3 separate regions of the Sus scrofa genome follow, and all the other regions are linked to region 2. The links are chromatin contacts, called in public HiChIP or PLAC-seq maps. All regions are on one chromosome and are shown on one strand. Each heading gives the region's core, a stretch centred on a gene start, on an enhancer-like site or on the middle of the called end of the contact. The rest is flanking DNA. Distances are from core to core; before and after follow the strand shown. Region 1 holds the start of C17H20orf194. Region 2 holds the start of C17H20orf27 (UPF0687 protein C20orf27 homolog). Region 3 holds the start of LOC110257389 (basic proline-rich protein-like).

Region 1 (2,700 bases), core at 16-2,515, 340 kb before region 2:
CAAGGAAACGGGAAAAGACCGTTCTAACATGTCCGTTGACAATCTTCTCTCAAGGGATATTTGCTTTGCCAAGTAGCTAGAAGAGAAAAAAAGCAAACAAAACAAAGCAAACTCTCTTCTGGTTTAATGACAGTTTAGCAGAACCAGAGTCCATTTCTTTCTTCTCCCTCCCTTCCTCTCAACGGCCTCTGCCAAAACCCCTCCACACTCTGCTGGTGGCCCCAAATCAGCTCCAACACGAACAATACCCAGACTATCAAGGTCAGCCCCAAAGGCACAGGGAGCAGAAAGCAGAAACAAATTTTCCTAGATCAAAAAGGGGCGGGGACCTCCCCCATACCAAGGCACCCGGGGGCTCTACCTCGAGGCTCTGTGCCCTGGAGCTCGCCGCTTTCGGGGCTTCTGGCCATTTTCCCCTATCCATCCAATTAATTTTTATCCCTTGCGCCCCAATCTGAGCTCCCCGACGTGGAGGGAGGGAGGGTAGCGACGCAGGCGAGTTGGGGGGAAACGCGCAATGGGGAAGATGCTGTCCGTGTGGGTGTTCATAGGGGCCAGGAGGTGGGTAACTCTCTAGGGAAGGCGCAGTGAAGGTAAAAGGCTCTAAAGGAGACCTACGGTAGGGGAGCATGATAGGTAAGCTGTTTCGGGGGAAACCCATTTAGGGGTTCTATACTGGGAAGCTATTGTGAGGATACGTCTCCATAGATGGCCGTGTCTGGGGGATATAATCCCATGCGGCAGGCAAGAAGCCACTGTGGAGGTTCTCGATAACGGAATCTTTCCGGGGAAGGAGGGTGAGGAACGTTCTACGGGGGTGGGGATGTCACTGCAAGGGGGTCTTCACAGGGGAGCCGTTGTGGGGTTGTCGACAGAGGAGCCATTGTGGGAGCCTCTGCATGGGGCGCAGTTCCTTGGGAAACGTTCCCTACTCAGGGAGCCGTTTCGGGGAAAAAACGCCCGCAAGGAAGCCATGTCGGGCCACGCCCTTCGGCGGGAGGCGTCGCCAGACCCCTACAGCCCGCAACCTCCGGCACCCCCCCCCACCGCCTCTCTGCGGCCTCGGCCCCGCATACCTGACGGATGGCGACCCGCGCCCAGGGCCGCCGGGGGACCGCGCGCGGGGTAGCCCCAGCCGATGCGGGGGGTACACGTCCATGGCGACGGGCGGCGGTGGAGGAAGAGCTGGCCGCAGCGAGGGTCGCTCAGGCCCGCGGGGCGTCTCCAGGCCGGCTACGACCGGGCGGGGCGGCGGGGCGTGCCGGGTGGGTGGGGGGCGCGGCGCGCGGGGGCACGTAGGGGGCGGGGGCGGGGGCGGAGCCGGACGCGCGCGCAAGGAACGCCGATGGGGGCGTCGGGAATGGCTCAGGGTTGGGGACAGTAGCGCAGCTGCAGGGCCACGTCCTTCTTAAGCTTCGAAGCGGCGGAGCCGGACGTTGGGTGCGCGAGTCCCCAGAGTGAGAGCTAAAGCGCTGATGCTCTGTTCAGTTCTCTGGCCCGGCATCCTGGGGTGGAACTCTCAGTAGCGCCCCCAGCCACGCACACGGGCGCGCCCGGGGGCGGGGCCTAGCTCTGCTCCTCCCCGCCCTGCTCCTCTCTGTTGGTACTGCCTTCAGCAAAGCCTTCTGCTGCCGCTGCGGGGTCCCCAATACCGACGGGACCTGAGCACCTTCCCGGTGACTGGCTCGCGTACCGCGATCTCCCAGGCCGGTTCCTTGCTGCTGTTCCTCACCCGCTGCTAGTCAGTTGCGCACCCTCCCTCCTTCAAACATCTAACCATTTCCTAGCTGACCTTATGTTAGTAGTGCACGCCCAGCCTTGCGCAGATGTTGGGGTCCCAGAAAATCCCTGCCCTTTTCTCTTCTGATTCTGAGTCGACCCGTTTCCGACTGCAGGGCCTTGTGCAGAAACCTAATCCCACCGAGCCTTAGTCTTCTGTGTAGTTTACAGAGTTGCCAGACGTCCTGTATATACAAGACGTATTTAACAACTTTGTCTTGCGTCATATATTTTGTCAAATGCCGTAAATGTCCTATATTCATCTTTTTACAGTCAGTTACAAAAATGTTTGAGCTATTTTTCCGCCACAGTAATTGGCGCTTAAATCACTAGATGAAAATATTGCCTCTGCTAGTAAAAGATCTGGACAGTCGCTGTAGTGTCTCCAAGTTTAGCTGAGGGAAGACCAAAAGAAGGAACTAGAAATTAAAAGTACTTATTTTACATATTCAAGAAAGGAAAAGTCCTTTTTGGCCCACGTTCCAATGCGTGAACCAGTAACCACCATTATTTACAGATAACTTCGCGTCAATTCACAGGATCTACAAACCAGCCAATCAACGACAGCCTCACTCCAGCGGCTTCTGAAAATCAGCCAGTCAACAACAGCTTCACTCCGGTAGCTGGGCTTCTGAAAGTTCGTATATCAATGACAGCCCCGAGCTTCTGAAAGTCAGCCAATCATTGACAACTCCACGCTTCTAGGCAACAACCAATCAGCAAGTGCCTCACTCCAGTGACTAGGCTTCTGAAAGTTAACCGGTCCTCAACTGCTTTACTCCGGTGACCACACTAGCAAAGCTGAAGTCCGTCAGCTTCTGGACGCTTGTGCTTCTGAAGTTATTGCCAAATCACCGCTGGCTTCCCAAAACATAGTATAAGATCAGCTCTGGCTTTGTTAAGGGAGACTATTCCTTGCAA
Region 2 (2,945 bases), core at 411-2,910:
CCAGAGGCAGCCCCCAAATCCCAGGCATCACAGGACCAGCTCCAGCTTGTCCTCTGCCTTGAGGCTAGGGACATGCTTCTTGAAGCCTCATTTCTCATTCATTCCTCAATCCCCATTGTCCACCTGTTCAAGGACTTGCTGAGCCAGGAACTCTACAATCTTCCACCCTCTCCACCCCAGCCCAGGGCTCAGGCCTGGCTTAAGCCCTCAGTCCTGCGGAAGCCACTCATTAAAGCTCAAGCGTGTACAAAGGGCACCCGCTGAGACCACGCTAACCTGCTGACTCTAGAACCTCACGTAGGACTGGGCACACAGTGGCCCACATACCTAGAACGAGGGCTGAAAAACAGGCCTCGGTCTCGATGTGGTTCCACTTCCTCCTCCCTCCAGCAGGCCAAAGTTGCAAAGACAAGTAAACAAGTGGAGCAGACGTGAACTGAGGAAGGGACTCTCACCATCTCACACCCTCCTGTCTCCCCAAGAAGTGCTCCCCTCCCCTCTCCTCCCAGCATTTCCTCCCCACAATCCCTCAAGGCCCCAGCTAGAGGATACTTAGACCCCTCTAGCCTCTAGACTGCCTGCCTCACCTGAAACCCAAGAGGTAGAGGCCAGACCAGGTCCTGGGGGTGACAGCTGTCCCTGACTTTCTTCAGCTCCCTGGGCAGAGAAACCTCTATCCACACTTCTCAAAGGCAAGATTCAGGAGGAAAAGCAACCCAAGGCCTCCCTTCTCAGTCTACCAGGGTCCTTGCTCACGAACAGGAACACTGGTCCAGAACCTAAAGGAACCCCTCCTGCTTTGTGACAACGGGGAGATGGTGGGGCCAAGCTCCCAGAAGCACCAGAGGGGCCTGGGGATAGGAAACTGTATCCTCTCCTGCCTCCATCCCCGTGGGTGTGGTGCCCCCATCCCTACCTCATCCTCCTCTTCTAAGTGGAGAGATGCGTCTGAACACCCCCCGCCCCCCATCACACTCTGGGGCTGTGAGGCGGCAGCTCTGTCCCTCAGAGATAATCCTGTGCCGTCCCCACCCTCACCTCTGCTGACGCAGTAGTCTCGGGAGCTTGTACTCCTGGACATCACCGTCCTCTTCCCTGAAGGTGCAGGGCCACGAGAGGTTCAGAGAGGCTACTCGTCCAAGGTCACACAGCGAGGCGGTGACAATGAGGGGGGGAATGACGGCGCTGACCCCATTAGGCTCCCGCCCCCACTGTATCACACGTGCCCCCAACAGCGCCCCACGGAAAGCACTTCAGCTTTAGCAGCTAACAGTCACCTGCGGCCCTGGAGCCTGACATCCCCCCAGATCATGTGTCAAGGAGCCCTCCCTGGCCGGGCCCCGACAACGGAGACCTCCCGCCCCAGCCCGATGAGTTCTCAGGCACAGACTACCTAGAACAGCGGCTCGCTGGGAGGGGATCTCCAGGAGCGGGGCAGAACCGGAAGGTGTCGAAAGGAGGAGCAGTCTCACCCTGCAGGGATCACCCCGACGCCGGACCAGGCCGGGCAGGGGCGACCGCGGGGGCAGAGGCAGCAGAGGCAACGGCAAAGGCGGCACCGGTGGCGGTCGCGGCGGCAGCGGGGGCTCAACGCCTAACACGAGGAGAGAGCCCCGCGCCGCCGCCGCCCTCCTCAAGGGCACGCCCCCACCTCCTCCCATTGGTCGACCTTGGGGGTGGGGCGAGGGCGCTTCGAACCAATAAGCGGGCGCCAGAGAACCGCCAACTGGCGATGCGCCTCTGCGTCACCTGCAGAAGGCCCTGCGGCTGCGCTGTACAAACCCATGCCCAAGGGCCCGGCGACTTCTCGCGATGAAGTTAGCTGGGCCGCCCGCTTTGGCTAGAGGCCAAGATGCCGCAGGGACTGGTTAAGGAAGAAGCGCCTTGAATAGGCCCTGCCCACGTTCACTTTCAGCCTCGGAGTTTGCAGTTCCCGTCTCCGCCCAACTTGGAAGGGGCTTTCTCTAGGCTCGGCTCCTTTAAGCGGCCGTAACGCGGGACTCAGAGCCAGGTCAGGCACTTGAAGATGCCTTTCTTTCTAGGCTTCCGAGCCTGCAATAGCAGTCGATTACGGACATCGCAAGGTCTGTCCCGGAGCGGAGGAACCCTTCATCCTTCCCGCTCTGCAATACACTGGTTTCTTCCGTCCCATCCCCCTGCCTCGGAGGAAGCGCACCCGCGAGGACCTGAGATGCGTCCTGGGAGCCCTGTCAGCCTGGATAAGCATCAGAACAAAGAAGGCACGCGGGGTGGGGGTTGGGAGAACCTGTGCAGGCGTCCCGGAGGACCGCAGCCTCCTGGTCTCCATGGAGGCGGTCGCCATGGCAAAGGGATGCGCCTAGGTCAGCGCCGCGGGATGGGTGGGATGTGGGCGCCTGCACAGAGCCTGGAGCGAAAACGTGGCCCTCGGACATTTAGGGGTTCTAGCCGCTGCCCCACCTGCCCGTAATTGAACAACACTCCCCCCATTTCGCTGCCTGGAACGGGGTCCATAAAGTGCCTGCGGGGAACGGACCCCCCCTTCCAACATAACTAGGCAAAAGATGATACGGGTTAGATTAGATTCCTTTCAGAAAGACCGGGGTCTGTGCCTTTGCGGAGCCCTCAAGGCTCCTACCCTCCGCTGGATCCCTGTCGCCACTAACCTATCTTCTGGTCTCTGGTCAACACCGTTGGCACATTAATCTTCCTGAGCTATTGTTTCCATCAGTCCTCCCCTGCTCTAAAATGCTCCGTGCTCTGGGACTGTTTCCAGAAGACCCTTAAACTTTTTAGCATCATTTTGGGTGATGCTCTGATGTTTGAGATGCTGCCCTCCAGCGCGGTCTTTGGGAGAATTTACACTCTCATCCACTCTTGCCAAATGCTTTCTCACTACCCAACTTCAAGGTCTAAAGTTGGCAGACAGTACCGCCCAAAGTAGGCTACAGACATGTTTTGTTTAG
Region 3 (2,961 bases), core at 50-2,549, 350 kb after region 2:
CCCTCACACTTACAGTTGCTTTGGTTTTTATTAAAATTGAGGAGGCGGTGGGTAGTAGTACCAGGGAAAGAAGTTTTCTTCCAGAAGCCACCTCTGCTCAAAGCTATGGGCTGAGAAGGGACAGGTTCAAGCGAGTTGAAGTTTTGAGATTGAGGAGGTATGGGAGGGGGTGACTGTGGTGGGGTGCGGCAGCAGTGTTGGGAGAAAATGAGATTGGAGGTGACCCCCAGGGGAAAGAGCCCTCTGACCCCAACTGAGATCCAATGTAGGGTTTGCGAGAGTGAAGGCAGCTTTAGAGGAGGGTTCCGAGCTCTGCGGGTAAAGTGATGCCTGTGTCCTAGCTCCACCCCGGGGCCTGGCAGGCAGCTTCGGCTCCACGTTAAGCCCAAGCTCAGGGCGGGCAGGACTGCGCTGGCTGCTTATTGGGGGTGGACAGGTGGAGACGTTCGGCGGCCAGCTTGAGGCGGGGGCCGTGGGCCCAGGCGGGGAGCGCTGGGTCCGAGTCCGGAGGCGGGGAGCGCTGGGTCCGAGTCCGGAGACAGGGACAGTGGCGTTCTCCGCAAAGACGGCCTCCAGCCTCCCCGCCCCCGGCGGGCCGGGCCGGGGGGAGGAGTCCGGCGCGGCCCCGCCCCGAGGCGGAGCGGAGGCCGGGCCTGAGCGGACTGGGCGGGGTGGGCTGGGGACGCGAGGCGGAGCGGGGCCCCACACAGGCCGCGGCTGCTGGCTCGGGCCCCTAAGGTCCCAGCGGTGGCTGGAGGAGGAAGCCAGGCGGCTGAGGAGAAGGGGAGGCGGAGGAGGCCGAGGCTGGAGTGCGGCTCGCCGCAAATTCACTTCCCCGGCTCAGCAGGGAAAGGTACCGCGCGCCCGCTCCCCGACCCCCGGCTGCCGGCCCCGCTGGGGCGCAGGCTGGGGCTGCGGCTGCGGCCGCCGCGGGAGGGTGAGGGGCCCGAAGCGGTCCCGAGGCTTGGCCGGCCCGGGGCTCCGGCAGCCAGCGCGGCTCTCGGGTGGGAGGGCGAGGGTGCCCAACGTCCCCGGAGGCGGAGAGGGCGGTGGGTGCCGCGCCTCCTCCTCGCGTCGGGGGCAGCGGTGGTGGAGCCGGGTGGCTGTGGAGCCGGGTGGCTGTGGTACCGGGGCGGGGGTTGCGTGGGGGTGGGCAGGCGGGACCCGGGGGCTGAGTGCTGAGGGAGCACCCGGGGCGCCCGGCGGGCGCGTTTCCTGGGCGCAGACAAAGCCGGGCGCGGACGCCCCGCGACGTCTCAGGAGGTCCCTGGGGAGGGAAGAGAAGGCGCTGGGGGACATGGGGTCCCCCGGGCAGGGTGGGGAGCAGCTGTCCCCGAAGGGCCAACTAGGGGCTCACGGGCTGCGCTGGGGTTGGCAAGACCTGGGCTCGGAAAGGGTAGGGTGTGTTGAGTGCTCAATTTGGGGGAAGGGTTCAGAGTAGCCACTGCCCCGGGAGGGGGCTGGGGCTCTGGTTGAGCCGGTGAGGGGCCTGGCGACCCCCTCGGAGCTTGCACCAGGGAGGGGCATGGCCTGATGAGATAAGCACCTGGCTGACACCTGTGGTGAGATGTGCTTACAGGTTGGTTGCAGAGCCTGCTGGTGACGGCACATCTCGTGCCAGTCCACAGAGGGGCTGGGTAACTTCTAGTTTGGAGCAAGCAGCACCCGGCAGGTGTCTGGAGGGGTCATTGAAATGGTCAGAAATGGAGGGATGGCTAGGCCCTGTATCTGAAAGTGTGTGCAGTGAAGGCCCCCCATTTTTGCATCTTTGCTCCCCTCCCCTTTCATCTTGCTGTGGGGGCGGCGGCGGGGGGGGGTGGTCTAAGCGTCCCAGTTCCTGCCACAGGCTCATGCTTCCACTAGGGTTCCATGGTGGTCACCTCCCTGTCCCTGGTTCTTCAGTTACTTTCCCTCTCTCCAGTGTTAAAAGTGGCTGCTTTCCCCCTGGATCATTCACAATGGTGTAAGAACATGCTTTGTGCCCCCCTTCCCCATTTTACACCCCCACACCTTTTGCCTTCATCTCTCATTGGCCCTCAGCTATGATGCACTTTTCCACTTCTCTTCATAGCAAAAGTTCTCCGGAGAACTGTCTGTATCTGCAGCCCCTGTGGTTCTTCAGCTCATTTGACCTGGCTTTGGTCCCACCATTGCACTGAAACTGCCCTAGTAAAGGTCCCCTGTAATTTATACTCCCCCACCAGCAGATCTCTTTGACTTCCCTTGGTCTTGATCATTCTCTTCTGGCTTCTGGTTTTCTTCCTTAACACCAGCCTCCCTCAGCCCTTCCTTACCAGTCTTTAAGGACAACTCCTTCACTCAGCTTTAAATGTTGAGGGTCCCCAGCCTTGTCCTCAGCCCCCTCGTCTGCCCTGATTCCCTTCTATTTACATACTCTTCAAGCTGTCATTTTTCGTATAATTTTTTAATAATTTTAAAAATCAAGCATTAATTTACAAACACACAGATCTTAAATGTACATCATTTTCATTCTCATGATTTTAAGTAGCCAATTTTATCTCCAGCCCCAGCCTCTCTACCCAACCACCCTCCTGATGATTTATGGTGTCCTGGATGTCTCATAGGTATGAAAAACTTAATATGGAAGAAACAGAACCCTGACCACACTCCCCAAGCATGACCCTCCTGTGCCTTCCCATCTCAGTAAAGGGCCCATAACCCACCGTCCATTAAAGACAGGAAACCAGATGGCATCATCTCCTCCCTTTTCCTCCCTCTCCACAGCTAGTGCTACAGCAAGTCCTTTTGGTTCTTTCTGCCACATCTCTCTTAGGCCTCTTCTTCATGCTCTGACTCCACTGCTACTGCCCCAGGGCAAGCCACCTTGTCTGTCTTGCCTGAATGCTGTAGTAATTTCTACCTGTTTTCCCCAAGTCTGCAATTGCCTCCTCAAATCCATTTTAACCAAGCAGCGAGAACAATTTTGAAAACTATTGTGTA

What was found. HiChIP or PLAC-seq counts read pairs in DNA pulled down with a chosen protein or histone mark.
Region 1: an H3K27ac HiChIP or PLAC-seq map of alveolar macrophages shows a contact between it and region 2. The contact joins the promoter of C17H20orf194 here to the promoter of C17H20orf27 in region 2. A contact is called at or near these places in 1 of 47 Hi-C or Micro-C datasets (embryonic fibroblasts) and 2 of 2 datasets of contacts at active chromatin or transcription factors (alveolar macrophages and skeletal muscle).
Region 3: an H3K27ac HiChIP or PLAC-seq map of alveolar macrophages shows a contact between it and region 2. The contact joins the promoter of LOC110257389 here to the promoter of C17H20orf27 in region 2. A contact is called at or near these places in 1 of 5 promoter capture datasets (fetal liver), 1 of 47 Hi-C or Micro-C datasets (embryonic fibroblasts) and 1 of 2 datasets of contacts at active chromatin or transcription factors (alveolar macrophages).

Annotation. Positions count from the first base shown.
Region 1 is chr17:32,283,312-32,286,011 of Sscrofa11.1, reverse strand. It overlaps C17H20orf194, which reads right to left and starts at 1,265. Exons shown (of 37, transcript XM_021078124.1): 1 at 1,077-1,265. The coding sequence starts at 1,159.
Region 2 is chr17:31,941,743-31,944,687 of Sscrofa11.1, reverse strand. It overlaps C17H20orf27 (UPF0687 protein C20orf27 homolog), which reads right to left and starts at 1,660. Exons shown (of 6, transcript XM_021077382.1): 1 at 1,473-1,660.
Region 3 is chr17:31,589,684-31,592,644 of Sscrofa11.1, reverse strand. LOC110257389 (basic proline-rich protein-like) reads right to left here and starts at 1,299. Exons shown (of 2, transcript XM_021077685.1): 1 at 858-1,299; 2 at 420-772. The coding sequence starts at 1,299. The coding sequence ends at 420. It also overlaps a transcript of SMOX not described here.